Linked DNA regions of Mus musculus: all the other regions are linked to region 5. Evidence: chromatin contacts called from public promoter capture Hi-C data. All regions are on one chromosome and are shown on one strand. The core of a region is the stretch at or near the end of the contact, and the rest is flanking DNA. Distances in the headings are between cores, read along the strand shown. Region 1 has its middle 26 kb from the start of Ugt2b35. Region 2 holds the start of Ugt2b34 (UDP glucuronosyltransferase 2 family, polypeptide B34). Region 3 holds the start of Ugt2b35 (UDP glucuronosyltransferase 2 family, polypeptide B35). Region 4 holds the start of Ugt2b1 (UDP glucuronosyltransferase 2 family, polypeptide B1). Region 5 holds the start of Ugt2a3 (UDP glucuronosyltransferase 2 family, polypeptide A3).

Region 1 (5,422 bases), core at 1,668-4,167, 310 kb before region 5:
AACCCAATCACAAAAGAACTCACATGATATGTACTCACTGATAAGTGGATAGTAGCCCAAAAACTTAGAATACCCAAGATATAAGATACAAAGCACATGAAACTCAAGAAGAATGACGACCAAAGTGTGGACACTTTTTCTCTTCTTAGAATTGGGAACAAAGCACCCATGGAAGGAGTTACAGAGACAAAGTTTGGAGCTGAGAAAAAAAGGATGGACCATCTAGAGACTACCATATCCAGGGATCCATCCCATTATCAGCTGCCCAAAGCAGACACCATTGCATACACTAGCAAGATTTTGCTGCAAGAACCCTGATATAGCTGTCTCTTGTGAGGCTATTCTTGGGCCTAGCAAACACATTAGTGGATGCTCACAGTCAGCCATTGGATGGATCACAGTGCCCCCAATGGAGGAGCTAGAGTAAGTACCCAAGGAGCTAAAGGGATCTGCAACCCTATAGGTGGAACAACAATATGAACTAACCAGTACTCCTCACAGCTCATGTCTCTAGATGCATATGTATCAGAAGATGGCCTAGTTGGCCATCAGTGGAAAGAGAGGCCCATTGGTTGGGCAAACTTTATATGCCCCAGTTACAGGGGAACACCAGGGCCAAGAAGTGGGAGTGGGTGGGAGGATATGAGGGACTTTTGGGATAGCATTGGAAATGTAAATGAGGAAAATACCTATTAAAAAATTCAAAATAAAAAAAATGAGTTCAGATCTGAAAATGTGTGTATGTGTGTGTGCACACACATATTTACATGCAACAATAACTAGGCTAAACAGGTTGTTTTTGTATATGTATACATATATATGTATATACATGAATACACACACCTATAGATGGTTATATATATTGTTTATATATATAAACAAGAGTAATTAGAGAAAAGAATGCCATGAATTTGAGAGAGAATGGTGACATCAAAGGGTTTGAAAGGGAAGAGTGTTGAAGTCATGTAAATTCAGTATATATCTAAGAAACTATGTAAGTACACTTGTAAAAAGAAATGAGATGGCTAATTTAAGAGACATCTGCACCTCTTTCACCACTGAAGCGTTAGTTATAATTACTCTAAATTCATAAATTTATAATTCTGGTAATTCCAGAATCAAGTTTATCATTTAAAATGGAATGTGTAACAAAAATAACTCACACATATACATACATATGTAGTCATACACACACACACACACACACACACACACACACACACACTACAGTTTTATTCAGTTTCAAGAAAGACAGCAATTGTGTCATTGGTGGCAACATAGATGGTTATCTAGGACATTTTATAAATGAAGTAAGCAGGGACAGAGACACCAGTACCTCCCAATCTCACTTATATATATAAATAAGCAAAATAAACAGAGGATGACGGTGGCTCTCAAGTGTTGGGATGGGGCATGTGATGTGTGGATATTGATTAGAGATAGAAACTTTAACACAAGGAGTAAAACCAAAATATATCTATTTACCTAATGATTATAATAGTTAAAATTTCTTTTTCTGAAAAATAAAAGGAAATCTCATACTTCAATATTTCTTTGGCTAAAAAAAAATGTTTCTAAAAGTTATGTACAGGGGGTGGGGGCTGACAGTCCTGCCTAGGGTCTGATGGGAGAAGGACAGCAGTCTCCCAACTTGCTCCCTGGTTTTGACCCTGGTCTTTCTGTCTCTTGATCTTCATGTTTTTAGAAGCAAACAATGGAGAAGCTAGAGAAAGTACCCAAGGAGCTGAAGGGGTCTGCAACCCTATAGGTGGAACAACAATATGAACTAACCAGTACCCCCAGAGCTCATATCTCTAGCTGCATATGTAGCAGAACATGGCCTAGTCGGCCATCACTGGGAAGAGAGGCCCCTTGGTCTTGCAAACTTTATATGCCCCAGTACAGGGGAATGCCAGGGCCAAGAAGTGGGAGTGGGTGGATAGGGGAGCAGGGCGGGGGGAGTGTATAGGGAACTTTCAGGATAGCATTTGAAATGTATATAAAGAAAATGTCTAATAAAATAAATAAATTAATTAATTAAAAAAGAAAGTAACAAAAAAAATAAGCTAACACTCTTATGCAGGCACGCCCGCAGGCACGTCCGCACACCCACAAATTCTGCCAGACTGGAAACCTGTCCTGAGACCCTTACCTGTCCACAGGAGCATTGCTCTCTTGGAATGACCTCTTGGGCTGAGGGGACCCACAGAGGCAGATCAGGGTGGGACTAAGAGGGGTATGATGGAGGCTGTCACAAAGGGTCAGTTCTAAAGTTTCTCTAAGCCTTTTGGTCTTATTTCATCAGTTTGTAGAGTGGACAGTCCCTCTTGGCCTCACTTACCCCGGCCCCAAGGTGCAGGGACAGAAAAGAGGGACAGGAAGCTACTTTTGGAGATGTGGAAGCACTGGGGGGGTTGGTGGGAGGGGACCTCTGGGCCTGTGGGGTCCCAAGCAGCCATAGTGAGGGGCAGGCTCTTCTTGAGTCCTGCCCTTGTCTTAGCCGGGCCTGGTGCTGGGAAATGCCTAAGAGGAAGGGGAATCTGGGCTCCCCATGAGTGTTGAGGAAGGTCACAGATCCCACCTGATGCCTGACCTCTCATGGCCCAGCCCAGCTTGCTTTGAGGAAAAGGTGTGGGATGACAGGGAAGTAGAGGGGCTGGGAGCATGCATTATCCCTACAGGTTCTGGGGAGGGACAGACAGTATCTCATGACAAAGGTGGTGGGGGTATGTGTGTGACAGGAGGGGAGTGTGATATCCATGGGATAACTTTTGAACACAGGATTTAAAGACAATCTAGAGGTGCCAAATACTTAAAACAAGAGGCTGCAATCAGGTAATTGCTAAAGGCAACACAGAAGGACCATAGAAATTGTCATGTCATGGACGTAGGGATTGAGCAATCCGAGAGGAAAGGTTAAAGATCATGATGTCCAAAGTTGGCCACGATTCATACAGCTCAAGATAATACCACAATTTCCAGACACAAACAAGTATGTGGCAATGCTAATGTGCAAGCTTGGAGAAAGCTGATAGAGAACTGCTATTTGCCAACATCAGTACTCAAAAAGCCTTCACATTTAGCATTAAAACTGCAAGCAACTTATATTTAGTAAATGTCTCAGGTTTTCCTTGCTGCAACAAAATACAACAGAAAGGCAAGTTGTGGAGGAAAGGGTTTAATTCAGTGTAAGCTTGTGTATTGCTTTTTATCAACAAAAGAATTTAGGACAGGAAATCAAACAGAAGGAACCTGGGGGCAGGAGCCAGTGTAGAGGTATGGAGGAGTGTTAATTTTCCTGGCTTGCTTAGCCTGTTTTCTTGTTGAACTTAGGACCACCAGCCCAGGTATGGTAGCACCCACAATGGTTTTGGCCCTCCCTCATTGATCACACATTGAGAAAATGCCTTACAGCTGGATCTAATGGAGGCGCTTTCTCAACAGTCTCCTTCCTTTGCGAAGAAGAGAAACAAATTAGTATTGCTAACGACTACTACTTGCTTCATATATTTACCATGCTCCCCCTCATTCTCCATCCTTTCTAGTAACCACATTTTTTTTTTTTTTTTAAGATTTATTTATTATTATATGTAAGTACACTGTAGCTGTCTTCAGACACACCAGAAGAGGGAGTCAGATCTTGTTACGGATGGTTGTGAGCCACCATGTGGTTGCTGGGATTTGAACTCTGGACCTTCGGAAGAGCAGTCGGGTGCTCTTACCCACTGAGCCATCTCACCAGCCCTAGTAACCACATTTTTAAATGCTAGATCTTGATGGTATTTACTTATTACATAAGCTCTTTGATTGGTGTGTATTATTTTTGAAGGTATGGAATTTGCTCTCTGAAATAGTGAGTTATTCTTAGAATTTGCATATACCTTGTTGACACTGTAAATTATTTATCTTTAACCCTGGCAAAAATAGCAAGGGCATTTTCCATATGAATTCAGGGTATTATTAGTATTACTAGGAAAGGAAATTCTTTGCAATTAAATGAAAAGGTCCAAAATCATAATGATGCCAAAATTTGTTCAATTGTCCATTTACTCTTTGCAACATGTTGCAAAGCATGCAAAGCCATGACTATTATGGGCTGTTGTAACAAAATCATTTTCAAGCCCAGTTTCAAAATCAGCTATCAATTTTGGCATGTCCAGATAATACTCATACAACATCACTCATAAGTGTTTATCTTCTAAGGTAAGAATGAATGTTAACGATAACTCCTGAAACTGCATGTAGAGATTCATGTCTCCTTCTGTTCCTTCGGTCCCCAACACCCGAATCTCAACCTCAGCTCTGTAGCAGAACACCTAATGTGGTTTCCCTTTCCTTTCTGATCCCATTCTCACCGGATTACAACCTTCTTCACCTCCAACCTTCCTTCCCTCAACTCATTATCCCATGCTTCAACACCAGCAAGTATTCACTAGGAACACAACCATTGAACTTGGTAGAGAAACAGGTAAGCCAAATGAAGATCTTCACTGCTCCCTCCTCCAGTTTAAATCCAATCTTCCAGTCTCATCTCTAGCTCTGTAACAGAACACCTGCTGTAGCCTTCCTCTCCCTCCTCTGCTCTTCCCACATTCCTGTGGATCCCTTTCTTGCTTAACCTCCCTTCCCTACCCTTACTTTGTCCTGGGCCCCAACTCCAGCAGTCACCCACTGCTAACCTAAGTGCCACTCCTGCCAAGGAAGCTGGTAGGAGGCTGGCTGCAGATCTTCACCTCTCTTTCTGCCCCTCCAGATCCAATTCCCCAGTTTCACCCCTGCCCCAAATCTATCAGACCTTCTGCAATGATTTCTCATCACAGTCTCCTCTCATTCTAAACAGACTAAATAATCAGATCCCAATCTACTCCCCTCCTTCCTGTGAAACTCTTCAGACTCCTAGACTACCCTTTCTTCTAAGTGTTAGATCCACATTCCCAGAAATACAATTTACCTGGAATCCCCATGGGTAGCTATAACTATCAGGTTCACAGAAAATGGACACCTGATTTCTGATAATAAAACCAGGAATATCCAGTCGAAAGACAATATCTTTAACAAATAATGCTTGTCAAACTGAATGTTCACATGTAGAAAAATGTAAATAGATCCAAATTTATCACCCTACACAAAACTCAAGTCCAAGTGGGCCAGAGACTTCAACATAAAATTGGACACAGTGAATCTGCCAGGAGAGACATTAGAGGATAGCCTTGAACTCTATGGCACAGGAGACAACTTTCTGAACAGAACAGTGATAGTGCAGGTACTAAGATCAAAGATTACCTTGATGTGAAAGGGTGGGGTATACCCAGGGGCTCTCCACCCTCTCAGAGGAGAAGGGGATGGGGGAAGGGGCTAGGGACTGTGTGAGGGGGACAGGGAAGAGGGACAATGGAGCGAGTGTTTATATGAAAGAGTTTGG
Region 2 (5,479 bases), core at 2,129-4,628, 430 kb before region 5:
ACAGCCATGTCATCTTTTATGTAACATCATTATTGTATAACTAAAGGAGGATTCTTCAGAGACATCTCTTCCTAGAGTAGAAAAAAGTTTCACTTTCTTTGCATCATGAAGTGTTAGTGTGAGTTAAAATCATATCACATTCCTTTGTACCTCCAGGGTGCATGTACAGTTCATTTATAGACATTATCTAAGAGCAGTTTTAGAGATCAAGGAGATACTGAGCTTTGTTAAATGAGCAGAACTATGTGCCTTATTTTGTCCCATATCCTGACTCCTCTTTTATTGTCAGACAACTTGGCCTTCCCTCACTGTAACATTTCTTCTTCACAGTGAAACTTCAAAGTAGAACTGTTGGTGTTTCTAGGTAAGCCTGTGCACACTCTGTTTCCCTGTATGCTCTCTGTGTGCTTACCTCTGGGTTGTACTTGTTAGTTATCTGTGTGTTCTGCTTGAATCACTTATATTTTCTCTTTGCCGAGTAGGATTCTAACTGTCCCTGCCCTCGGATATCCACAGGGTTCATAAACGAAATGCAGACTCTTGTGATGGAACAGATATAGGCCTTTCTGCTGGCTGTTGTCTTTACCTAAATTTCTGTGATGTTCTGAGTTTGACACAAAGACTCTGAAGGAATACAATCTAATCACTCATGTTCGAAATGCAAGGCACCAGAAGCAAGAAAACGGGAATATATTTACCTTAGGCAGGGGCTTGGCAGGTCTGCAGTGGAGGCCACCAATAAAATCAAAATTTGGTAAGACAGGATGAGGAAATTCTAAATCCCAGTAGGTCCTAATGAGCCATATGTCTGCTTTGGCCATAGTCTCTGAGAGTGTCGTGGGTCTTCCTGAAGAGGAGTCAGAGCAATGAAGATATAAGATATAACAAAATATCAGGTGAATATGACTATGCCTTCTGGAAGCACTTTTGTTTATGCAGCCAGAGATGTTTACAAGTGTGGGACTTTGTGTGAAAAAAAATATATGTGTGTGTATGTTTATGTATGTATGTATGTATGTATGTATGTATGTATGTATGTATGTATATAGATGTGTTTGAATGTGTGTAGTATTTGAAAACAAATTTGTAATATATATGCTTCTCATATGTATGCTTAGAGATATATAAATTCATTGTATGAGTATCTGTGAAAAGTTACCACAATTGTAACCTTGTTAATTTATGATCAATAAGTATCAAGATATGTTCTTGAAATACAGTCAAATACCATTATTTAGGAATCGTAACTTAGGGAAACACTTTTCCCTTTAACTCTAGATGTAGTTTGTTCTATGTAGCAGCTAGAACCTTGATGTGTGCTCCTATAAATGAACTGAGAATTTTGTGCTGTCTGGTTTTGAGACAGTTGGATGCAGCCTAGAGTGGTTCCTCAGTGACTAATGAAGCTACAGTGGACCCTGAATGCTAGATCCTCTTCCTCCTCACCTCAACTGCAGAGATGGAAGGTGTGTGCACCCCAGCCCAGTGCAAACATTTAAGGGGATTCTGTTTCAGCATTTCATTGAGACAGTGTCTTACTATATTACCCTGGTTTCCCTCAGAGAGAAATTTTTATTATGCCTGAGTTCTTTGATTTTGCTCTTGATTCATGACTGATTGTTTAATAATTTGGTATGTATAGATGTGTTTACAGATAATATGGATACATGCCTTAAAATATGGAGAGAGACATGTATGTTCAGTAAAACACTAAGTAATACCCAATATGTCTACATTTCAAGATTCTATGTTTGAAACACAATTTCAACTGACTCCAATAAATCAATTAGATTCCCCCATGTTTTGCATTCACATATTTCCTCTGTATAGAGCAGAGATAGAATATTCACAGCTGTGCAGAAGTTTAGTAGGTTAAAGGGGAAGATCTTTTAAATCATAAATAAAAAAATAATTTATATAAAAAGTCCTCCTTTGATTGTAAATAGAAAGATGATAGATAGATATTTACCTATGCTAGAAGTATGTATAATCCTCAGTGTATTTTATAAGTCATGAAGACTTTGCCTTTGTTTAAAGCATATGTTTTAGAGGCTGGTGTAACACATTAGAAGGTAAAGGTATTCCATGCAAGCTAAAGACTTGAGTTCAATCTCTATACAAGCGTAAACACCTAAATTGATCCCAAGAACATACATAGAGGTAGAAATAAGAACTCTTCAAAGTTTAATCTGGCCTCTACATAAGCAACCCAGAGCACAATCCCCCTTTCCCATGACACAAGTGTGCATGTTCATACACATGATAATAATAGCAATGAATATAATAAAGTGGCAAAGATATTAATGACAATGAAGGCACCAGTCAGGTAAAAGTGTTGCTTTAAAACACGAGGAAAAATGTCTTGGGCCTATGTAATTTCTTAGAGAAATAATCATAGTTTTGTTATGTGAGTGTGTGCTGACAATTCATAGACAAGGTTTTGCAACTGACACTGGAATACAAAGTTCTTTACAATGCTTGAATTTGACAGCTAATTTTCTAGTTTTCCCATCATTTTATTTAGGAGAGACAAATCATTCCCCTGTCAGACCTGTTCTTAGACATTCACATTCAATGACACAGCAAATTGAGAATCCAGCAATCCCACCAGGGCACTGAACAGGGCACTTACCTAATACTTCAGTATAAAGCTGATTCCAGTTCTTCTCATTAAATGTTTGGAACCAAAAGTCAAAACACAGCATATAGATGACATTTCTCACCCTCTCCATGAAAGTCATCCTGTCACTCAATTCTGACATAACAACAGGCACATAGGAAGGAGGCAGTGGGAGTCCCCCACTGTACTTCTCATAAGTGGAGCCAGGAAAGAAGCGGAGACTGTACACAAGGGGGATCTTGAGAACCTCAGCCAGCAGATCACCGCAGGGTATGAAGGGATCTGCCAGGATCACATCAAACCTTGATTTTTGTAGCTTTGTCATGAGTTCTTTGTTAAAAACTACATCTTTACAGAGACTTTCAAAATATTTTGAATCTACCCAAACCATTTCTTGCAACATTAAGAAGTATCCCCAAAATGACTGCTTTGGCAGCTCATAAATATATTTCTTGAGTGATTCCCAGAAAATTTCCTCTAACTCAGATAAGGAGTATGATGTAGGATAAGTCTCGAATTCAATAGCAGATGTGTTGTCAACCTCATAAGATAAGGATGCTGAAGGTCTCAGAACCATCACTTCATGACCCTTCTTCAGAAGCTCGTCTAGGATTGTCTTCAAGTTGAGCCAATGGCTGAACTCCATTGGCCACACCAGCACCTTCCCACCAGTCCCAGATCCAAAGAAGCCACTCAGCTGGAGCAGGAGCAGGAGCAGGGCTGCTGTCATTTTCACAGGCATCTTGGTTAACTTCAGGCCTGCCTTCCAAAGGATGATTGCTCAGCTCTTACAGATATAGAAAGAGCAGTAATCAGTCAGTTAAAGTGTAACTTGTACACACCAAAGCAAATAGAAATGGGAGTCACAGCCTCTGGAGGGCAAATGCCAAAACCTGGATGCAGATGTGAAAGTGGGAAATGACTCTGGATTCTCAGTGATCTTGAATGTATACTGTATTTGGAGAACAGTGAAAAGTAAGATCTCTCTTTCTCCCTTCCTTTCACTCTCTCTTTCTCCTAATGGAGCTTCTTTGATAAAGAATCTGAAGTAAAGGCAAACTGTCCAGTCACATTTTTATAAATACCATAGGTCAGTGTTTTGTCATATGAATATTGGCAACACTGACCAGTTACCATACTACTTAGTGATTTTAAGTATATGGCTCAGAGGTCTATAGTGTAATCTCAGAATTAAACACACTGCACTTACGTTTAGAGCATATTATAATCTAGATGGAAGCCCCATTCTTTTAGTCTTCCCATTAGCTCCATCTCTACCCCATCAAGAACCTGCTTACTTGTAACTAGTCAGCCTAGCAAAAGTGAAGAGATAAGGAGACATTTGTGTTTTCCTCTTTGACTCTCAGACTATTGAAAGACTTTCCCCAGTAACTTTCTGCTAGGAGAAGAAATGTTTGATCTCTGGGGACACCCAGAGGAGGAATTTGTATCCAGGAGGGCAATTTACAAGTTAGGGCAGGCTAACATTTCTGGTGACTAGGAGCTAAGTTAATGGTGGGCAAGGTCCCATGCCATTCCTGGAAAGCTTAGCTATGCAGATGCCTTGTAAGAATCCCAAAGATGGAATTAAGGGTGACTGGCTCCTTTTGTCTCTCTTCCTAAAGTGATCACACTGAATATATTCTGCATTTCACTATTAATTTGGCTCTTTTATGGATTTATTGAGCTAGGTTTGTTTGTAAGTGACAGCTTACACTCCCCTATATTGTTTTTCCTGCAGTGACCATGCCTTAGTCATCTTTATATAGAACAAAGTAATACTTAGTAAATGGTTTTTGAATGAATCCAAAAATCTAGTTCTCTAATTCTGCTTACAAGTAGCATAAAATTCTAAATGTAAAAACGGGACTGTCCTCTGATATCATAGCTATTTTAGACAGAACTTGATAGTTCCATACTAGAAATGGGAAGAGTGTCTCAAGGCATAGTGTGATTTTTAAATATTGAGGACAGTGGTTATTTTAAAATTTCTTTTTAATTAAGAAAACCCAGGATTTTCTTTTCCATGTTTTGAACCTGATGGCTGTATAACATTAAAAAACAGTTCAATGTTAACTAAGTTATATAAAAACAATTTTCTTTGACAGAGAAGCTTCAGTATTTAAATGAACAATAATAAATAACCAAATAACATAGATCAGCTTATTCAGCTGCTTCAATGTATATTTTACATTCAACCTCTCAACACTAGGTCTATGAAGTATAATCTTCTTTAAAAGGACTATAACATTCACTAGAAAAATGTGTGATTCTTATTGTCCAAATGGTCACTGGGTAGATTCTGAAGTACTTGGCTCTTAGGAATTATCCCTTCTTTTGATTCAGAAGAGAAGCTGATGCCTGCTACCAATGTTGTGTCATAAATTTGTGCCAGACAGGATATACAATGTAGACGAGACCCTATTGCTATTTTCTAATACATGAACATTGTATGAAATAGACTCTTAATGACTTATACCCAAACATTAAAGCATCTCCCAACTGTCATCAGAGAACATTTTTGCAGTGGATAGTTATTGGCATAGAAACCCATAAATGTCCAAGGTGCAGAGCATAAGAAACACTAAGCCATAAATGGGACATGTATATCACATGGTATCCTTCCAAGCCTCGGGTCATTTCTTTAGAAAGCGTGTAAGAGACAGAGGTGGTGGATAACTACAAGCAAGCTCTTTCTTTCATATTCTACAGTCTCTGTTGAGGATTTGTCTTTTGCTATGTATGTAATGCTATATACTAGCATCCCAAGGTTGCCCCCAGACATGAGAGAATCGGCACGTAGGCCCATATAACCATGTAACCTTGTTATTCAAGTTATTACTATTTGGTGAATAAAGA
Region 3 (6,173 bases), core at 106-2,605, 340 kb before region 5:
GTGTTTCCATCACATACACTCTACAGACCTTGTTTTTCATGATGGATACCACCCTTTCAAATTGTGCAATAAAATATATCTATGACTCCAAAACTTTATTTTGGCAAAGAACTTGGTCAGTGTGATGAGAAATCATATACTCTATAATATAATTGTTTTGTCATCAACGATTTTTTTTCTAGGTGATGCATCCTAGAGTTGTTTGTAGCTTCACAATACCAGGACAAACAAGAAGATCCAGGTAAATCACATGTCAATACCCACAATCTTCATGAGCAAATAGAAGCATTGGTGATTCCAGAAATGGTAGATTCAATGTTTCTTGGTGAAGTTTTATCTACTCATTGATTTCTCAGGGCCTTTGTGCACTAAGATTCTGTTGTGGTTTGAATATGCATGGTACAAGGTGTGGCAATATTAAGAGATATTTTCTTGTTAGAGTAGGCGTGGCCTCATTAGAAGAAGTGTGTCACTGTAATTCGTGGGCTTCAAGATTTTGTGCTCAATTTCTGCACAATGTGGAAACAGTCTCCTAGCTGCCTTCCAATCAAGATGTAGAACTCTCAATCCCTTCTACAACATTGTGTCTGCCTGGACTCTGCCACGCTTCCTGCCATGTGGATAACGGACTAAACTTCTGAAAGTGGAAGGTAGACCAAATGAACGTCATCCTTTATAAGGGTTGCCTTGGCCATGGTGTCTCTTCACAACAACAACAATAACAACAACAAAAACTCTAACTAAAGCAAGATCAAACTATCCAGCTACTTCTTGGTCCTAGGAAAGGGCTGTGGACAGATAGGTTGAATCAACTGAGTGCTCTCTGTAAACCTTAGCAGCTAATACCACTCAGGGCAGTGTGTTTGGCTTTTTCCTTAGGGACATTCATAGAAACTCTTGTCTATTTTATTCACAGATCTTTTCTCTGTCAAGTAACTAAGGCACACTGTCAGGCTATTCAGCAAACTCTATGTGACTTAATATTTTATCCGACATTCTTACAAAATAATATCCATGATATACTGATAAGTTCGGTAACTAGTACATCTGGATTTCACAGGTTGAGAATAAAATGCAGACTCACCTTACACTAATCAGTGTTCTTTCTATGATTCAAAACTCCTGTAAACAGGTTTACACAGGTCACAACTCCTAACTTTACTTCTTTACAAAACGTGATTTTAAACACTTCCAAATAAATCTGAAATAATTAATATTTGCTTTTACTATCTCTCTTCAGCCACCAACTTCAATCTGGTCATTAAGTTTGCTTGCACCAACTCAGGTTATATTTTAACTCGTGGATTTTTTTTTCTTCTTCTTAGATAAGAGGACAGGCAGTAAAGCAAGGGAACACACAGTTAACAGAAGCCCTTTGACTTCCAGGATGCCTGTGAAGTGGATTTCTGCTCTGCTCCTGCTGCAGATGAGTTGCTGCTTCAGATCCACCAGCTGTGGGAAGGTGTTAGTGTGGCCACTGGAATTCAGTCACTGGATGAATTTAAAGATAATACTGGATGAACTTGTACAGAGGGGCCATGAAGTCACTGTTCTGAGACCTTCAGCTTCCATTTTTGTTGATCCCAAATATTCGCCGGGCCTTAAGTTTGAAACTTTTCCTACAGCTTTCAGTAAAGATTATCTGGAAACTTTTTTGACCAAGTTAGTGGATGAATGGACTTTTGAGGTCCCAAGAGATACATGCTTATCATATTCTCTGCTTCAAACACTGTTTGGTAAATTATCTGATTATTCTCTAAGTCTTTGTAAGGAAGCTGTTTCAAACAAACAGCTCATGACAAAATTCCAGGAATCCAAGTTTGATGTCCTTATTTTAGATGCCATGGCTTCCTGTGGGGAGCTCATAGCTCAACTGCTCCAGATTCCTTTTCTGTACAGTCTTCGCTTCTCTCCTGGCTACCAAGTTGAAAAGAACAGTGGAGGATTTGTACTCCCTCCCTCTTATGTACCTGTGATTTTGTCAGGATTAGGTGGCCAAATGACATTCACAGAGAGGGTCAAAAATATGATATGTATGCTTTATTTTGACTTTTGGTTCCAGACATTTACAGAGAAGGAATGGGATCAATTTTACAGTGAAACTTTGGGTAAGTTACATGTCTTCTTAGTAGCTTGATATCCCTAGCTACACATGTATTTGAAGCTATATATCCATGAAATTCAAAGTGAAGTTGTTTTTGTAGGTGATCAAATATATAATAGGATATTTACTAACAAAATCATGAATGCTCTGTAAAAGCTCATATTAATGTTCAAATAGAAGGTATCAGTCCTGATAAAAAAGACTTTCTGGTTAGCTATACAATTGTAAATGGTCACTACATGAGCCTTTATTCATTTTATGCATTTTTAAACCTCTATTTCAATAAGTTACTTCCTGTTTACCCAAATACTGATTTATTTATATTAAAGAATGACATATTTTATAGTATCAATATGTATTTAACATTGAAGAAATAGTGTTCTCTTGCACAAGCCAGTTTCTATATTTAATATTAAAATGTGGGGTCTTACAACATGTCCAAATGTTTGATTGTTTTCTGTTCATGTTTAGTACCTGTGTTCTGTTCCTAGCATCCACTCATGTCCATTGGCCTCACTTTGCTTCACGGAACCTGCTGTTCTTTTATTCCAGTGCTCAGGCACTGGAATAATCTTAGAGTATATAGACGCAAGCACAAATACACATAAATGAAAAGATAAATCATAGAATATATTCTCTGTATTTCCTAAAAATTTCTCCTTCTCTTCAAAGATATTATGTTAATGTATAGGTTTGCAAATGAAACTGAGGTTTCTACCAGGACATTTCCTTTTTTATTCTTTTCTAAAAGTTATTATAATTGTATGTACTCTACAGAAGTATGGAACCATATACACTTGTCCTATAGTTTTTGAGTCAAGTTCCTTCTCTTGAAAATTATACCATAGTTAAGATTACCCTAAAGTTTCTATTTTATTACTTGTATAGATATTATGATTGCTTTTTTAGGATAAATCATATTAGATATATCAATATGAAACAAGAGTAGAAGCACTTACTAGAAAGTCAGCCATTCATAAACTTTATAGATCTCTTGACAAAAGAAGGATGAAGTCCTTCCTATACACTACAATGACCCGGGGAATTCTGCACACCATAGTGTAAGATTTGGACCAGCATTGTGTGTTTATATTTATACAGTTCCTTTTGAAAAGTTAGACAGTAGAAAATTTGTGTTTACTTATACAGTGGCTTAGTAGGTTGTTTCAATAACTATTCATGGCTTCAAACTATGGAGGAGATGAGGTAACTTTCAAAAGTCTGCTTTAAGAATAAAACTAAACTAGCATTTATGTATGTTATCTGAGCCAGAAATAATACACCAAATCATATTATATATACATAATCATTGCTTTATTAATGTACATGTTCTCCATCAAACACAAATTCTTCCAACATTTTTTTTATATTTTTTATTAGGTATTTTCCTCATTTACATTTTCAATGCTATCCCAAAGGTCCCCCATACCCACCCCCCCAATCCCCTACCCACCCACTCCCCCTTTTTGGCCCTGGCGTTCCCCTGTACTGGGGCATATAAAGTTTGCAAGTCCAATGGCCCTCTCTTTGCAGTGATGGCCGACTAGGCCATCTTTTGATACATAACATTTTTAAGGAAATATATTGTATACTCAGATGACAGTCCTGTTAACTTTTCCCTGTCTCATCTGTTCATTTTCTCCATCTAGGAAGGCCCACCACCTTAATTGAGACAATGGGCAAAGCAGAAATGTGGTTCATAAGATCCTACTGGGATCTGGAGTTTCCTCACCCAACCTTACCAAATGTTGAATATGTTGGAGGACTCCATTGCAAACCTGCTAAGCCCTTGCCTAAGGTAAATATAATTCTTTTCATCTCTTTTTCATCTAATTTTATTTCTGATTAAAGTGATTCTACACCTTTCACTATCTTTTTTTTTCTCCAAATGATAGAGATATATATGATGTGAAATTAAGCATCTTGCTAACTAGGAGTTCAATAAAGTCAAGAAAGTGCATGCGAGACTTGGTATATATTCATATTAATGACTTAAGTTCAGTAGGGTATGTGGATATTTAGTCCTTACAAAGCAACTATGATTATATGAGTTTGAATCTCACAATCCACCTAAAAATTTAGGTATCCTGGCATTGCATGTATGATTTTAGTACTGACATTGTAGAAACAGGTTAAAACTGATAGTTTGCTGGATATGATCCTGTTAAAAATGGTGAGACTCATGTTCACTGAGAAACATGAGAAACAGTCTCAAAACTATATTAAAAGCATGTAGAGAATGACACCTAGTTTTAACTTTAGGTCTTCAAGTGCTAAAACAAAGACAGGGAATTTCTCCATCAGCAGCATACCCTTAATACAACAACCCCCATAGACACACATACACACATGCATACATGCACACACATGTGCATGAATACATATATTACACAGGCACATTTAAACACAAACATGCAAAATAGAAAAATTTAGTAAGTTAAACTTAGGGCATCAGAAACTGTTAATCATGTAAAAGCTGTGATTAATATATATTAAAGGTTATTGTTTGATATCCAGAGAAACAATATACTCATAGTTTCTCCACAAATAGGTAAATTGTGGAGGTCATATCTGAAAATACTTTGTTTATACACTCTATCATAAAATTGTTACATAGTATATGCTTACCATGAGGTTATGGTTATTTTTCAAAAAAACAAAACATTTCAGTAATTTTAGTAGGAAATGTGTACTAACTACCACATATGTACATACTATAAAATAGATATTATTTCTTCAAACACAAGATAATTGCATTAAATCAGCCATCATGGGGGAAAATTAAAATGGTAACAAAAATTATACTTTCACTTTGCCAGAGCAAAGTATTGAGAATGATTGTTGAGGCTGGAGAGATGGCTCAGTGTTCAGAGCACTGGCTGCTCTTCCAGAGGACCTGGGTTCGATCCCAGCAACCATCTGTAACTCCAGTTCTAAGAGACCTAACATCTTCTGACCTCTGTGGGCACTGCATATCCAGGACACACAGACATGAATGCAAGCAAAATACCCACAGGGAATGTTTGTTGAACATGTGTGACTACACTTTACACTGCTGCCTGCGATGTTCAAAGTGTTCGACATTGCCATTTTTGTCTTCTGTGTATATGAAAAACTGCAATCCTAAAAATTTGTGAAAATGCTTAATTTTTTATTCTATTTTTTTTCATAAAATTTCATAGACGATTTTATTACAATTGTTGTTTTGTGACACAAAAAATTATTTCTTCATAGGAAATGGAAGACTTTGTTCAGAGCTCTGGAGTCCATGGTGTGGTGGTGTTTTCTCTAGGGTCGATGGTCAGTAACATGACAGAAGAAAGGGCCAACGCAATTTCTTGGGCCCTTGCCCAGATTCCACAAAAGGTGAGATAAAGTGACCACGGGAGGCTACCGTATACTGAGTCTGTGAAAGTCCTTGGAAAGTCTGATTCTGGAAATGACTGGGTGAAACCTAAAGGTTTAGGTAAGATCTAATTTACCTTAGACAATTTAGAAACATATACACATAACCGATATTACAATACTACAGAAGTTGTTTTTGGCTCTGAGTACCTGGGATATTAACTTTGTGATATCTGTGGGTACATTCTGAAATGCTGGCATTATGATGACATCACTGTCAAGGTTTTGTAGATATAGCAAATTCTTCAGTCATTCGTTCCATTTGACAATTATTTAAAGTCACTGAATATATAAGATTTTTCTTTGGGAGGGAGAAAATTTGTATTAATTTTTTTAGCAGAAGAATATTAAGCAGCTAATTGAAAATGTCTGAAATATAGCATGAGTCTCCATCCTAATTTTGAAATACATATGTTCAATGTGCATTTGAGAGGGGCTGTTTACAAAATGAAATAATAACAAACAAGCAGAAAAACAAAGCAAAACAAGCAAATAAACAAAACAACTGATTCTAGGTTCTCCTGCCAATACTTGTAGAAGAAATATATAAAAGAAAGGTCGACGTGGGTGCTGCCCTACAGGCTTCTCTGTGCATCATAAAACATGAAACACAGGACTCTCATTGTAATCAGTTAGAGTGAAAAATGAGGCAGACCCAGATCAC
Region 4 (5,714 bases), core at 1,962-4,461, 410 kb before region 5:
ATTATCTGAAAATCTTTCAATAATGTCAGCTATTAAAAAAATAAATTCAAAATATATCAATATTCCATCATAATCCACTTATCATGAATGTCACAAAAATGTATGTACTATAAAAATGCTCCTACAGATAATATGGAAATTGAACATTTATGCATTTATCATATTTGGAAATGTAAAATTAGATAAAATACATAAATAAGCGTCTTGATATAAATAACATTAATGTGTTACATACAGTTAACCTATGCCACTCTTTGGTGATATCTGAAGGAAATAATTGCAAGTGAAAAATCTACATAATAATGTTTATTACATCATTATTCAAAATTCCCCTATATAGGATTAGCTTAGATATTCTTCAAGTGATCAATGTGTATCAAAGTGTTGGTAAATATACATAATTGTGTTTTACTCAGATAGAAAAATGTTATTATTATTAAATAATTTAGGAAAATAGCTATTGTTTAGAGGACAGGAGATTAATCAATAAGCCAGAAACAGAAAGATAAGTGTTGTTTTCTTTTGCATGTGGAAACTACAAAGACAAAAAATAAATCCCTGCAGAACCTAAGGGTAGAAAGACTCCAAGGAAGTGGAAAGGTTAAAAGAGAGCCATGTGTGGAACATGCATACATGAAGCTGTCCAAAAACTCCTGCCTGCCATGTCATCGTCCTGCTTATCTAAGTCTGTCATTCTTTCAATGGTTGTTTCAATTTTCTATTTTTCCTCTCTTCTTTTCATTCATTAATCTAACCCTGTACATTGGCTAGGTCATTGTAACTTCACAAGGATTCTAGGACATTACATCTCATCTCTGTTGGATATATCTTCAACTTATCTGTTTATCTAATATAACAATGTATAACGTTTGTCACAGTGTATATAACATCTCTTCATCACTATAATGTTTCCAAGTAGAATACAATTTCTATTTAGTGAAGATATTGATTCTTTATTTCTTTAGCTGTTCAACACGTCTCTGGCATTTACTATATGTTCTTGAAGAGAGCATAAATTCTCTTTTATGAGTTACCTAAACACCTTTAAATCACTGACCACATTCTAAAGTGGTATAATACTTTGCTTAAGAGTAAGAAGATTCAGAGATGTAAGGAAATAATGTATATCTTAATTGTCAGAGAGTTCTAATCCACTTGATATATGTTTCATAAAACCAAACATCTGGAAATAGTGGTTAAGAATTGTTTCCATGAAAAGGAAAAACAGTTTACCAAGGGAAACAATGTAGAGTTACCTTAGGCAGTGGTTTGGCTGGTTTACAATGGAGTCCTCCAACAAAGTCAAAATTAGGCAAGAAAGGGTGAGGAAATTTCAAGTCCCAGAAGGTTCGAACGAGCCATATGTCTGCCTTCCCCATCATCTCAGTTAATGTTGTAGGTCTCCCTGCACCCCAAAACCAAAAACAAATACACTATGGTGAAAGGAGTTTGTCTGGAATAAAGCATGTGATTTCTGCAATGAGTTGAGGTCATGTAGACAAGCAATTTAAAATGTTCCAGTTATGATTTATGATATAATTGTATTAACATAAATATTGTGTGAAAATTACATTGATTTCCAACGTTGCACCAATAAATTTGAAATTTTGCTCTTGCAAAGGTGCTTGAAAATGCTTAGAAACACAGCTTTTGTAGAATATTTAGTCTATTTTACACATTTTAGTAGCTATGCTTTTGGTTTCTGATTCTTGAAATGCAATGTGATAATTGGTAAGGAATGACTAATTTTCTTTTATCCCTGCTGTACTATGTCCGTTACAGGAGACTAGTATCACTAACTTAGTTGTATATCTCAAAGTTATAGCTGGGTATTTGTATAAGCAGTTAATATTTAAACTGTTTCTCCTAATAAATTAGGTAATATTTTATTTAATGAAAAGGTATTTTGAAAATAATAAAAACCTATGCATTTCTATCAAGATTTAAGGCTTTAAGATTAAGTTTTATAGATATGATCCAACTCAAATTCTAAGAAAATCAAGTTGCCTTGACTGTTTCTGGTTCTAGTGGTACAATTTAATTGTGAATAAGCTTTCAGGACATTCTTGATAAATGTTTTAATTTCTAAGTGAGTAAATGTCTTAAGGAAATGTGTTTTCTTCAGTGCTACACAAATAGTTGTGGTAATGAATTATGACTCTGTAGTGTTCTCATTTACAGATATTAAAGCACTCAATGAAACCTGGAGTTTCTTATACTTAGACAATGTAGAGCAGATCAAATGATCACCAAGAGAAATCTTCCTTGTCTAATTTTGCATGGTTAGTAATTTCTGAAGTGTTCTGTATAATTACTCTGCAGTATTTTGCCTTGCTAAGAGCCTATTTGATTCTCTTCTATTTTTACTCTATCAGCTCACAATTAAGAATCTCATTCTATGCCTTTATATTCACCTATACACATTCTCATTCAAAAAAACATCAAGTCAGGATTTCACAGTAACAATGAAAGGCACAGTTTACCTAGAACATCACTGTAAAACTGATTCCAGGATTTCTCGTTAAATGTTTGAAACCAAAAGTCAAAAAGCAACACCTGCAACATATTCTTCACCCTTTCTGCAAATGTCATGTGGTCACTTAGTTCTGACAGAACCACAGGCACATAGGAAGGGGGGAGTGGAAGGCCCCCACTGTACTTTTCACATTTGTATCCAGGACAGAAGCGGAGACTGTATACTAAAGGTGTCTTAAGCAGTTCTGATAGCAGCTCACCACAGGGAACCAAGGCATCTGCTAGAACGACATCAAACTTAGATCCTTGGAGTTTTTTCATGAGGCTCTTGTTCCAAACTACTGCTTTGCAGAAACTTTCAATCATGTCTGAATATTCACTGGAGATTTTTTGCAGTTTTGAATAAGATGTCCAAAATGGAAGTTTTTTTAATTCGTATGTCCAGTTTCCTACCCATTTTTCAAAAGCATATTCAAGATCATCTTTACTCAAAGGTGCAGAATAAATTTCAAAATTAATAGAAGATTCATTGCTCGGCCCAATGAGGATGGAAGCAGAAGATATGAGAACGGTGACGTCATGACCTCTCTGGACAAGTTCATCCAGGATTATTTTCATATTTATCCAATGGCTGTATTCTGTAGGCCACACCAGCACTTTCCCACAGGCTCCAGGTCTAATATAGCATATGAACTGTATCAACAGAAAAACTGAAGCCTGTTTCATAGACATCTTGCTGAAAGAGAATGTTTTTGATATTTGTCATTCTTCACAGTTTTTTTCTGCTTTTATGTAAGTTCTGTCAATCAAGAAGTTAACATATAACTTCTAACCACATCACTGACTAGATGAGTCTGATGGTGTAACATTCTAAGTAAATACACACATGGAACATGAGCTCAAGGTTCACGAAGTTTGTCTTTTTTGTCCCTGATAGTATTGAGCTACAATTGATTCACTTCTTTTTCTTTTCTTTTTCAATATTATTTTCCCATTCAAAGGTGGAACGAAGTATCAACACTTTGGTATTCCTTCTTCTTGAGTTGCATGGGTTTTGCAAATTGTATCTTGGGTATTCTTAGTTTCTGGGTTAATATTCACTCACCAGTGAGTACATATCATGTTAAGTTCTTTTGTGGTTGGGTTACGTCACTCAGGATGATACCTTCCAGATCCATCCATTTACCTAAATTTCATAAATTCATTGTTTTTAATAGCTGAGTAGTACTCCATTGTGTAAATGTACCACATTTTCTGTATCCATTCCTCTGTTGAGGGACATCTGGGTTGTTTCCAGTTTCTGGCTATTATTAATAAGGCTGCTATGAATATAGTGGAGCATGTTCCTTATTACCAGTTGGAAAATCTTCTGGATATATGCCCAGGAGAGGTATTGCAGGATCTTCCAGTAGTACTATGTCCAATTTTCTAAGGAATCGCCAGACTGATTTCCAGAGTGGTTGTACAAGCTTGCAACCCCACCAGCAATTGAGGAGTGTTCCTCTTTCTCCACATCCTCGCCAGCATCTGTGTACCTTATAGCCTAATGAATTTTTGATCTTAGCCATTCTGACTGGGGTGAGGTGGAATCTCAGGGTTGTTTTGATTTGCATTTCCCTGATGATTAAGGATGTTGAACATTTTTCAGGTGCTTCTCAGCCATTCGGTATTCCTTAGCTGGGAATTCTTTGTTTAGTTCTGAGCCCCATTTTTTTAATGGGGTTATTTGATTTTCTGGAGTTTATCTTCTTGAGTTCTTTATATATATTGAATATTAGTCCCCTACCTGATTTAGGATTGGTAAAGATCCTTTCCCAATCTGTTGGTGGCCTTTTTGTCTTATTGACAGTGTCCTTTGCCTTACAAAAGCTTTGCAATTTTATGAGGTCCCATTTGTTCATTCTCGATCTTACAGCACAAGCCATTGCTGTTCTATTCAGGAATTTTTCCCCTGTGCCCATATCTTCGCAGTTTTTCCTCACTTTCTCCTCTATATGTTTCAGTGTCTCTGGTTTTATGTGAAGTTCCTTGATCCACTTAGACTTGACCTTAGTACAAGAAGATAAGAATGGATCAATTCCATTCTTCTACATGATAACCGCCAGTTGTGCCCGCACCGTTTGTTGAAAATGCTGTCTTTTTTCCACTGGATGGTTTTAGCTCCCTTGTCAAAGATCAAGTGACCATAGGTGTGTGGGTTCATTTCTGAGTCTTCAATTTTATTCTATTGGTCTACCTGTCTGTCGCTATACCAGTATCATGCAGTGTTTTTTTTTTTGTTTGTTTGTTTTGTTTTGTTTTGTTTTATCACAATTGTTCTGTAGTACAGCTTTACGTCAGGCATGGTGATTCCACCAGAGGTTCTTTTATCCTTGAGAAGAGTTTTATGCTATCCTAGTTTTTTTTTTGTTATTCCAGATGAATTTTCAAATTGCCCTTTCTAACTCGTTGAAGAATTGAGTTGGCATTTTGATGGCATTGCATTGAACCTGTAGATTGCTTTTGGCAAGATAGCCATTTTACTATATTGATCCTGTCAATCCATGAGCATGGGAGATCTTTCCATATTCTGAGATCTTCTTTGATTTCTTTCTTCAGAGACTCGAAGTTCTTATCATACAGATCTTTTACTTCCTTAGTTAGAGTCAAGCTAAGGTATTTTATATTATTTGTGACTATTGTGAAGGGTGTTATTTCCCTAATTTCATTCTCAGCCTGTTTATCCTTTGTGTAGAGGGAGGCCATTGACTTGTTTGAGTTAATTTTTTATCCAGCTACTTCACTGAAGCTGTTTATCAGGATTAGGAGTTCTCTGGTGGAATGTTTAGGTCACTTATATATACTATTTTATCATATGCAAATAGTGATATTTTGACTTTTTCCTTTCCAATTTTTATCCCCTTAACCTCCTTTTGTTGTCGAATTGCTCTGGCTAGGACTTCAAGTACTATATTGAATAGGTAGGGAGAAAGTGGGCAGTCTTGTCTAGTCCCTGATTTTAGTGGAATTGCTTCCAGCTTCTCACCATTTAGTTTGATGTTGGCAACTGATTTGCTGGAGATTGATTTTATTATGTTTAGGTACGGGCCTTGAATTCCTGATCTTTCCAAGACTTTTATCATGAATGGGTGTTGAAAAAAATATGGAATGCTTCTGAATTTGTGTGTCATCCTTGTGCAGGGGCTATGCTAATCTTCTCTGTATCGTTCCAATTTTAGTATATGTGCTGCTGAAGCAAG
Region 5 (5,665 bases), core at 2,566-5,065:
TTCTCTTCTCTTCTCTTCTCTTCTCTCTCTCTCTCTCTCTCTCTCTCTCTCTCTCTCTCCTCTTTCCTTTCCAGTTCCTTTTGCATTCCAATTACAAAACCCCTACTCAGAAACCTATTACTACAAAGCTAGTCTGCTATTGTTTCCTCTGTGTAATCTTCCATGGCCCACCTGCTTGTGGGGTTTTATCTTGTTATGATTCTATCTTACACATGATGTTTATAGTTTTCGAGCCTGAAATCTGTTCACCCAGAAGAATTGGTAGTGGTATCAGCTCCTGAGTCTGTGAATTCCTGGCTGGTCATTTTGCAGTTCAAATAAACAAATTTTCTCTGGTTAATTAAACTTGGTGTGTCCTGGGTGTTGGGTTTTCATCAGAGTCCACAGTATCCAAATGGTAATTCAGCTCCACCTAGTGGCAGGTACCCTGATTTGTGTATGGACTTTCTTACATTGTCTCCCAATGATAAATACTAAAAAGGAGAAAATCTGTACACTAAACGAACTATAAATTTTAGATCACCAGATCTTCATAGATTGTTACTCAGTCTGCGTACTGACTGATTTTGTGTGTCAGCTTGATACAAACTGGAGTAATCACAGAGAAAGGAGCTTCAGTTGAGGAAATGCCTCGATGAGATCCAGCTGAAAGGCATTTTCTCAATTAGTGGTCAAGGGAGGAGGGCTCCTTGTGGGCTGGTAGTCTTGGGTTCTATAAGAAAGTAAGTTGAGCAAGCCAGGGGAAGCAAGCCAGTAAGAAACATCCCTCCGTGGTCTCTGCATCAGCTACTGCTTTCTGGCCTGCTTGAGTTCCAGTCCTGACTTCCTTTAGTGATGAACACCTGTTTGGATGTGTAAAGTAAATAAATTCTTTCCTCCCCAACTTGCTTCTTGGTCATGATATTTGTGCAGGAATAGAAATACTGACTTAGGCACTTTGCTACCCAAATATTAGAACTTCTCCCCTTTTTTGTGCCATTAGAGAAGGATTGTTTGATACACCAACACTGAGCTGCTTACTAATTGATTTTTTTTGTAGAAACTTCCAATTTCTTGGAAAGGTACATAGTGTGAGAGTAGGCCTATAGTCTACCAAATGCATTACAGTATGTTCAATTAAGGTGTCTATGTTACTCCATTGCAGTAAGCAGGTATCATTACAAAAGGCACAGACGGTTCATGACAAGAATTGAAAAGCAGATTCTGATATAGCCAGAACACTCACATTGTGTTTTCCCCCTTCAACTTTTAGGATAACCTCAATATTCAACTAATGATACCATCTACAGATCAAACTACAGCATTCCTGTTGAGGATGATGTCAGTCAAAGGCAAATTCAAAGTAAGAAGCTGAGTGGAAGGCACAAGCATGAGTGCATATAACTACAGCCATCTTCCTTTTTTATGAAGATGCCAAAAATACACAACTTCAACAAATGGTGGGAGAACTTGGCATGAGAAGAGTGGAATTAACCTGTATCTGTCACCTTGCACTATCTCCGAATACATCAAAAATCTCAATGTGAAAATTATAACACATGAAACTATGAGAGAAAACAGGCCAAATCCTACAAAGATAAGCACACGAAGTTAAGCACTTCAGTTGACAAATGGGACCTGTAAAACAAAAAGGAGAGGAAGAACTGGAGTGAAGGGGAATCCTAGAATCTTGATTCAGAATAGTTTACAGCTAAATATCAGATAACATATTAATATCGAGAATATAAAAAAATCCATCAAGAAAACAATCAAAGTAAATAAAACTTTGAGTGCTGGACCTGGAATGAGACTTCTCCGAAGTCTCACACAAAACCAACTAAAGAATGTCTTTTAAAGTGTTTAGTATCCTTAGCAATTAAATAAATGAAGCTTACATAAAATGATGGGCAATTCACATTATTTGATTATAGGGAAAATAGTAGCTGTCATACAGGACGATATTTTCTTCTCTCAGTTGTGGCCCTGCTGAGAAGAGATGACAAGGTGTCACTCATGACTAGAGCAGCAGAGGGCCACATTGATTTACCTTGGATCTTTCTGTCCCTTTTATGTCTGATTAGCACTGTAATTTGCTCTGTCACATCACAACCTCACTATTAACACTGTCATATTGAAAAGTTTGTTAGAGTAGTTTATATTTGAGGTAGTAGAATACAGAAATATGGAAAGAGTATCAATCTCTAAATCCTATTTCTCCAGAGATTAAAATACAGTAAAAATGTTCACTTCACAAGCAATTACTTTTTTTTTTAATTTTATTCTGTTTTCTTAGGAATGACTGGTTTTTGCCTTTCAACCTGATATTACTCTGAGACTGACTCTATCAGATTCCATTCAGTTTTATTTATTTTTATCAAGAATCTCAATGATATATTAAACACCAAACAGATAAAATGGTGATTGCATGAAAATATTTAATAGTTCAATTCTTGATTGAAATATATTGCCAAGGTAGTTTAACCACAGTCTTCCATGACTCACCCTTAATTTGTGACGTGTATAAAAATAAAAAGCACCTCAATTAGCAGAAGAATGGTATAAATATAAGACCAATAATCGGTGGTTGCAAATAATTGTGTAATAAAATTCAAAACCATGCATTGCACACTGAATATTTCTCATATAATTAATTTATATTTCATATCATTACGAGCACAAAAGTTTTTTTTTTTTAATTTTTGCAGTAGTGTATTGTTTACCAATAAGAGACCCACAATTTTTTAAAATGTACATTTCACATCCTGGAATTAGTTGTCTCCTTGTATCTAACAAATAAAATCATGTTGCATTCCATTGATATTTATTTGTGGATCACTTCTCTTAGAACTGATAATGAGCTCTTAAATTTTGAAATACTATTAAACAGTTTAATGAGTACAACCACATAGCAAAAGGACTTCATTTTGCCTCTCTGATTCTTTATCTATAAGTGATTTATTACTTTCACATGTAGAGTTTTACACGAAAGTCAAAATTTATAAAATGTATTCTTGTTATTGTTTTTAAACATCTACTAAGCATTAAAATAACATTTAACAACTAGCTTAGTATGAAAACTCTTACCTAGGGTTTCACTGTAAAACTGATCCCAGAATGCAAAGTCATATTGCTGGAGCCAGTACTCAAACAACAGTGAAAACATCATATTTTTCACCCTCTCTGTGAAGGTCATATTGTCTGTCAGCTCACTCATGACAACCGGTACATACGAGAGTGGAATTGGAAGCTGGCCACAGTGTTTCTCCATGTAGTAGCCCATGCTGAACCTCAGTGTGTATACGAAAGGGATCTGAAGCACTTCTGCCACCAACTCTCCACAGGGAACGACAGGGTCTATAACCACTACATCATATTGTGCATCCCGTAGCTTGTCCATGAATTTCTGGTTGTACAATACACTCCTACAAATACTTTCAAAATCTCCAGTTACTTGAAGAAAGAAGTCTTGTAATGTTTTTGCTGCTTCCCACAGTGACAGGTTTGGAATGACATTCACAGCTAGATTTGCAATCTCATTTAAACGATTCTCAGCTGTCTCGATTTCATACAGCAAAGGAATATTCTCAAAGTGCAGTGGAATACGTTTACTCTGATCTATGATGATACTGGGGTATTTCAGGACTGTTACCTCGTGCCCTCTTGCTCCAAGCTCCTCAAGAATAGTCTTTAGATTCAGCCAGTGGCTCATATCACAGGGCCACACGAGGACCTTGCTGCAGAATCCACAGCCGGCCCAGCAAAGCTGCAGCAGAAAAAATGCCGCAACACATTTTTCAGAGACCATATTGTGCCTCCTCAAGTTGTTTCGCAAAGATTGAGGGTTTGTTCAGTTGAGTAATAATTTAGATAAGAAAGAAATTAACTATTAACTTTTAAACTTACAAAGACACGGAGCTCAAGAGAGTTCTATCCAATAAAACACCATAGACTAATATTATATAGATTACAACCATTTCCTTATGAATAGCTGGATATTCTTTTTTATTTTCAATTTTTACTAGATATTTTTTTCATTTACATTTCAAATGCTATTCTGAAAGTCCCCTATACCCTCCCCCCACCCTGCTCCCCTACCGAACCATTCCCACTTCTTGGCCCTGGTGTTACCCTGTACTGGGGCATATAAAGTTTGCAAGACCAAGGGGCCTCGGGTGACTAGGCCATCTTTTGCTACGTATGCAGCTAGAGACACGAGTTCTGGGGCTACTGGTTAGTTCATATTGTTGTTCCACCTATAGGGTTGCAGACCCCTTCAGCTCCTTGGGTACTTTCTCTAGCTCCTCCATGGGGGCCCTGTGTTGCATCCAATAGATGACTCTGAGCATTCACTTCTGTATTTGCCAGGCACTGACATACCCTCACTCGAGACAGCTATATCAGAGTCCTTTCAGCAAAATCTTGCTGGCATATGCAAGAGTGTCTGCGTTTGGTGGCTGATTATGGGATGGATCCCCGGGTAGTGCAGTATCTGGATCGTCCATCCTTTTGTCTCACCTCCAAACTTTTTCTCTGTAACTCCTTCCATGGGTATTTCGTTCCCTATTCTAAGGAAGAATGAAGTATCCACATGTTGGTCTTCCTTCTTCTCGATTTTCTTGCATTTTGCAAATTGTATCTTGGGTATTTTAAGTTTCAAGGCTAATATCCACTTATCAGTGAGTACATATAAAGTGACTTCTTTTGTGATTGGGTTACCTCACTCAGTATGATATCCTCCAGATACATCCATTTGCCTAAGAATTTCAAAGATACATTGTTTTTAATAGCTGAGTAGTAATCCATTGTGTAAATGTACCACATTTTCTGTATCTATTCTTCTGTTGAGGACATCTGGGTTCTTTCCAGCTTCTGGCTATTAAAAATAAGGCTGCTATGAACATAGTAGAGCATGTGTCCATCTTACCAGTTGGAACATCTTCTGGGTATATGCCCAAGAGAGGAATTGCTACTATGTCCAGTTTTTTGAGGAACCACCATACTGATTTCCAGAGTAGTTGTACAAGCTTGCAGTCCTGCTGTGACCAAGTGAGGAGTGTTCCTCTCTCTCCACATCCTTGCCAGCATCTGCTGTCACCTGAATTTTTGATCCTAGCCATTCTGACTGGTGTGAGGTATAATCTCAGGGTTGCTTTGATTTGCATTTCCCTGATGATTAAGGATGTTGAACTTTCTTTTCAGGTGCTTCTCAGTCATTCGGTATTCCTCAGTTGAGAATTCTTTGTTTAGCTCTGTACCCCATTTTTTAATGGGGTTATTTGAATTTCTGGAGTCAAGCTTCTTGAGCTCTTTGTACATGGTGAATATTAGTACCTTTCAGCTTTAGGATTGGTTCCTAAAATTCCTTTCCAGTCTGTTGGTGGCCTTTTTGTCTTATTGACAGTGTCTTTTGCCTTACAGAAGCTTTGCAATTTTATGAGGTCCCATTTGTCGATTCTTGATCTTACAGAACATGCCACTGCTGTTCTGTTTAGCAATTTTTCCCCTGTGCCCATATCTTCGAGACATTTCCCTACTCTCTCCTCTATAAAATTAAGTTTCTCTGGTTTTATGAGTAGTTCCTTGATCCACTTAAACTTGAGCTTTGTACAAGGAGATAAGAATGGATCAATTCACATTCTTCTACATGATAGTCACCAGTTGTGTCAAAATCATTTGTTGAAAATAC

Evidence for each region. Promoter capture Hi-C pulls out the DNA fragments that hold promoters and counts their contacts.
Region 1: a promoter capture Hi-C map of liver shows a contact between it and region 5, with 8 times the contacts expected there. The contact joins the enhancer-like site here to the promoter of Ugt2a3 in region 5. A contact is called at or near these places in 3 of 39 promoter capture datasets (liver and stem cell-derived epiblast-like cells), 5 of 484 Hi-C or Micro-C datasets (the AML12 cell line and liver), 3 of 115 datasets of contacts at active chromatin or transcription factors (hepatocytes, intestinal villus epithelium and liver) and 1 of 9 other capture datasets (liver).
Region 2: a promoter capture Hi-C map of liver shows a contact between it and region 5. The contact joins the promoter of Ugt2b34 here to the promoter of Ugt2a3 in region 5. A contact is called at or near these places in 13 of 39 promoter capture datasets (the 3T3-L1 cell line, the C10 cell line, cranial neural crest and 7 more), 4 of 484 Hi-C or Micro-C datasets (embryonic stem cells and liver), 2 of 115 datasets of contacts at active chromatin or transcription factors (intestinal villus epithelium and liver) and 2 of 9 other capture datasets (liver and pancreatic islet).
Region 3: a contact with region 5 is called in a promoter capture Hi-C map of liver. The contact joins the promoter of Ugt2b35 here to the promoter of Ugt2a3 in region 5. A contact is called at or near these places in 4 of 39 promoter capture datasets (the 3T3-L1 cell line, liver and stem cell-derived epiblast-like cells), 3 of 484 Hi-C or Micro-C datasets (the AML12 cell line and liver) and 3 of 9 other capture datasets (adipose tissue, liver and pancreatic islet).
Region 4: a promoter capture Hi-C map of liver shows a contact between it and region 5, with 5 times the contacts expected there. The contact joins the promoter of Ugt2b1 here to the promoter of Ugt2a3 in region 5. A contact is called at or near these places in 4 of 39 promoter capture datasets (the 3T3-L1 cell line, hippocampal neurons and liver), 1 of 484 Hi-C or Micro-C datasets (liver) and 2 of 9 other capture datasets (adipose tissue and pancreatic islet).

The regions. Positions count from the first base shown.
Region 1 is chr5:87,024,609-87,030,030 of GRCm38.p6, forward strand. No RefSeq gene overlaps it. Among named protein-coding and RNA genes, the nearest start is that of Ugt2b35, 26 kb to the left of the region's middle. Within about 2 kb of position 2,918, at least 8 of the 459 cell types and tissues checked have an H3K27ac peak or open chromatin away from gene starts, as enhancers often do. A contact at or near this core is called in hepatocytes, intestinal villus epithelium and liver, where this site is marked.
Region 2 is chr5:86,903,559-86,909,037 of GRCm38.p6, forward strand. Ugt2b34 (UDP glucuronosyltransferase 2 family, polypeptide B34) reads right to left here and starts at 3,379. Exons shown (of 6, transcript NM_153598.2): 1 at 2,633-3,379; 2 at 699-847. The coding sequence starts at 3,362.
Region 3 is chr5:86,999,505-87,005,677 of GRCm38.p6, forward strand. Ugt2b35 (UDP glucuronosyltransferase 2 family, polypeptide B35) reads left to right here and starts at 1,356. Exons shown (of 6, transcript NM_172881.3): 1 at 1,356-2,108; 2 at 3,754-3,902; 3 at 5,339-5,470. The coding sequence starts at 1,388.
Region 4 is chr5:86,923,292-86,929,005 of GRCm38.p6, forward strand. It overlaps Ugt2b1 (UDP glucuronosyltransferase 2 family, polypeptide B1), which reads right to left and starts at 3,212. Exons shown (of 6, transcript NM_152811.1): 1 at 2,484-3,212; 2 at 1,257-1,405. The coding sequence starts at 3,207. Gm24121 (a small nuclear RNA gene) reads right to left here; the gene lies at 5,612-5,714.
Region 5 is chr5:87,333,380-87,339,044 of GRCm38.p6, forward strand. Ugt2a3 (UDP glucuronosyltransferase 2 family, polypeptide A3) reads right to left here and starts at 3,816. Exons shown (of 6, transcript NM_028094.3): 1 at 3,064-3,816. The coding sequence starts at 3,784.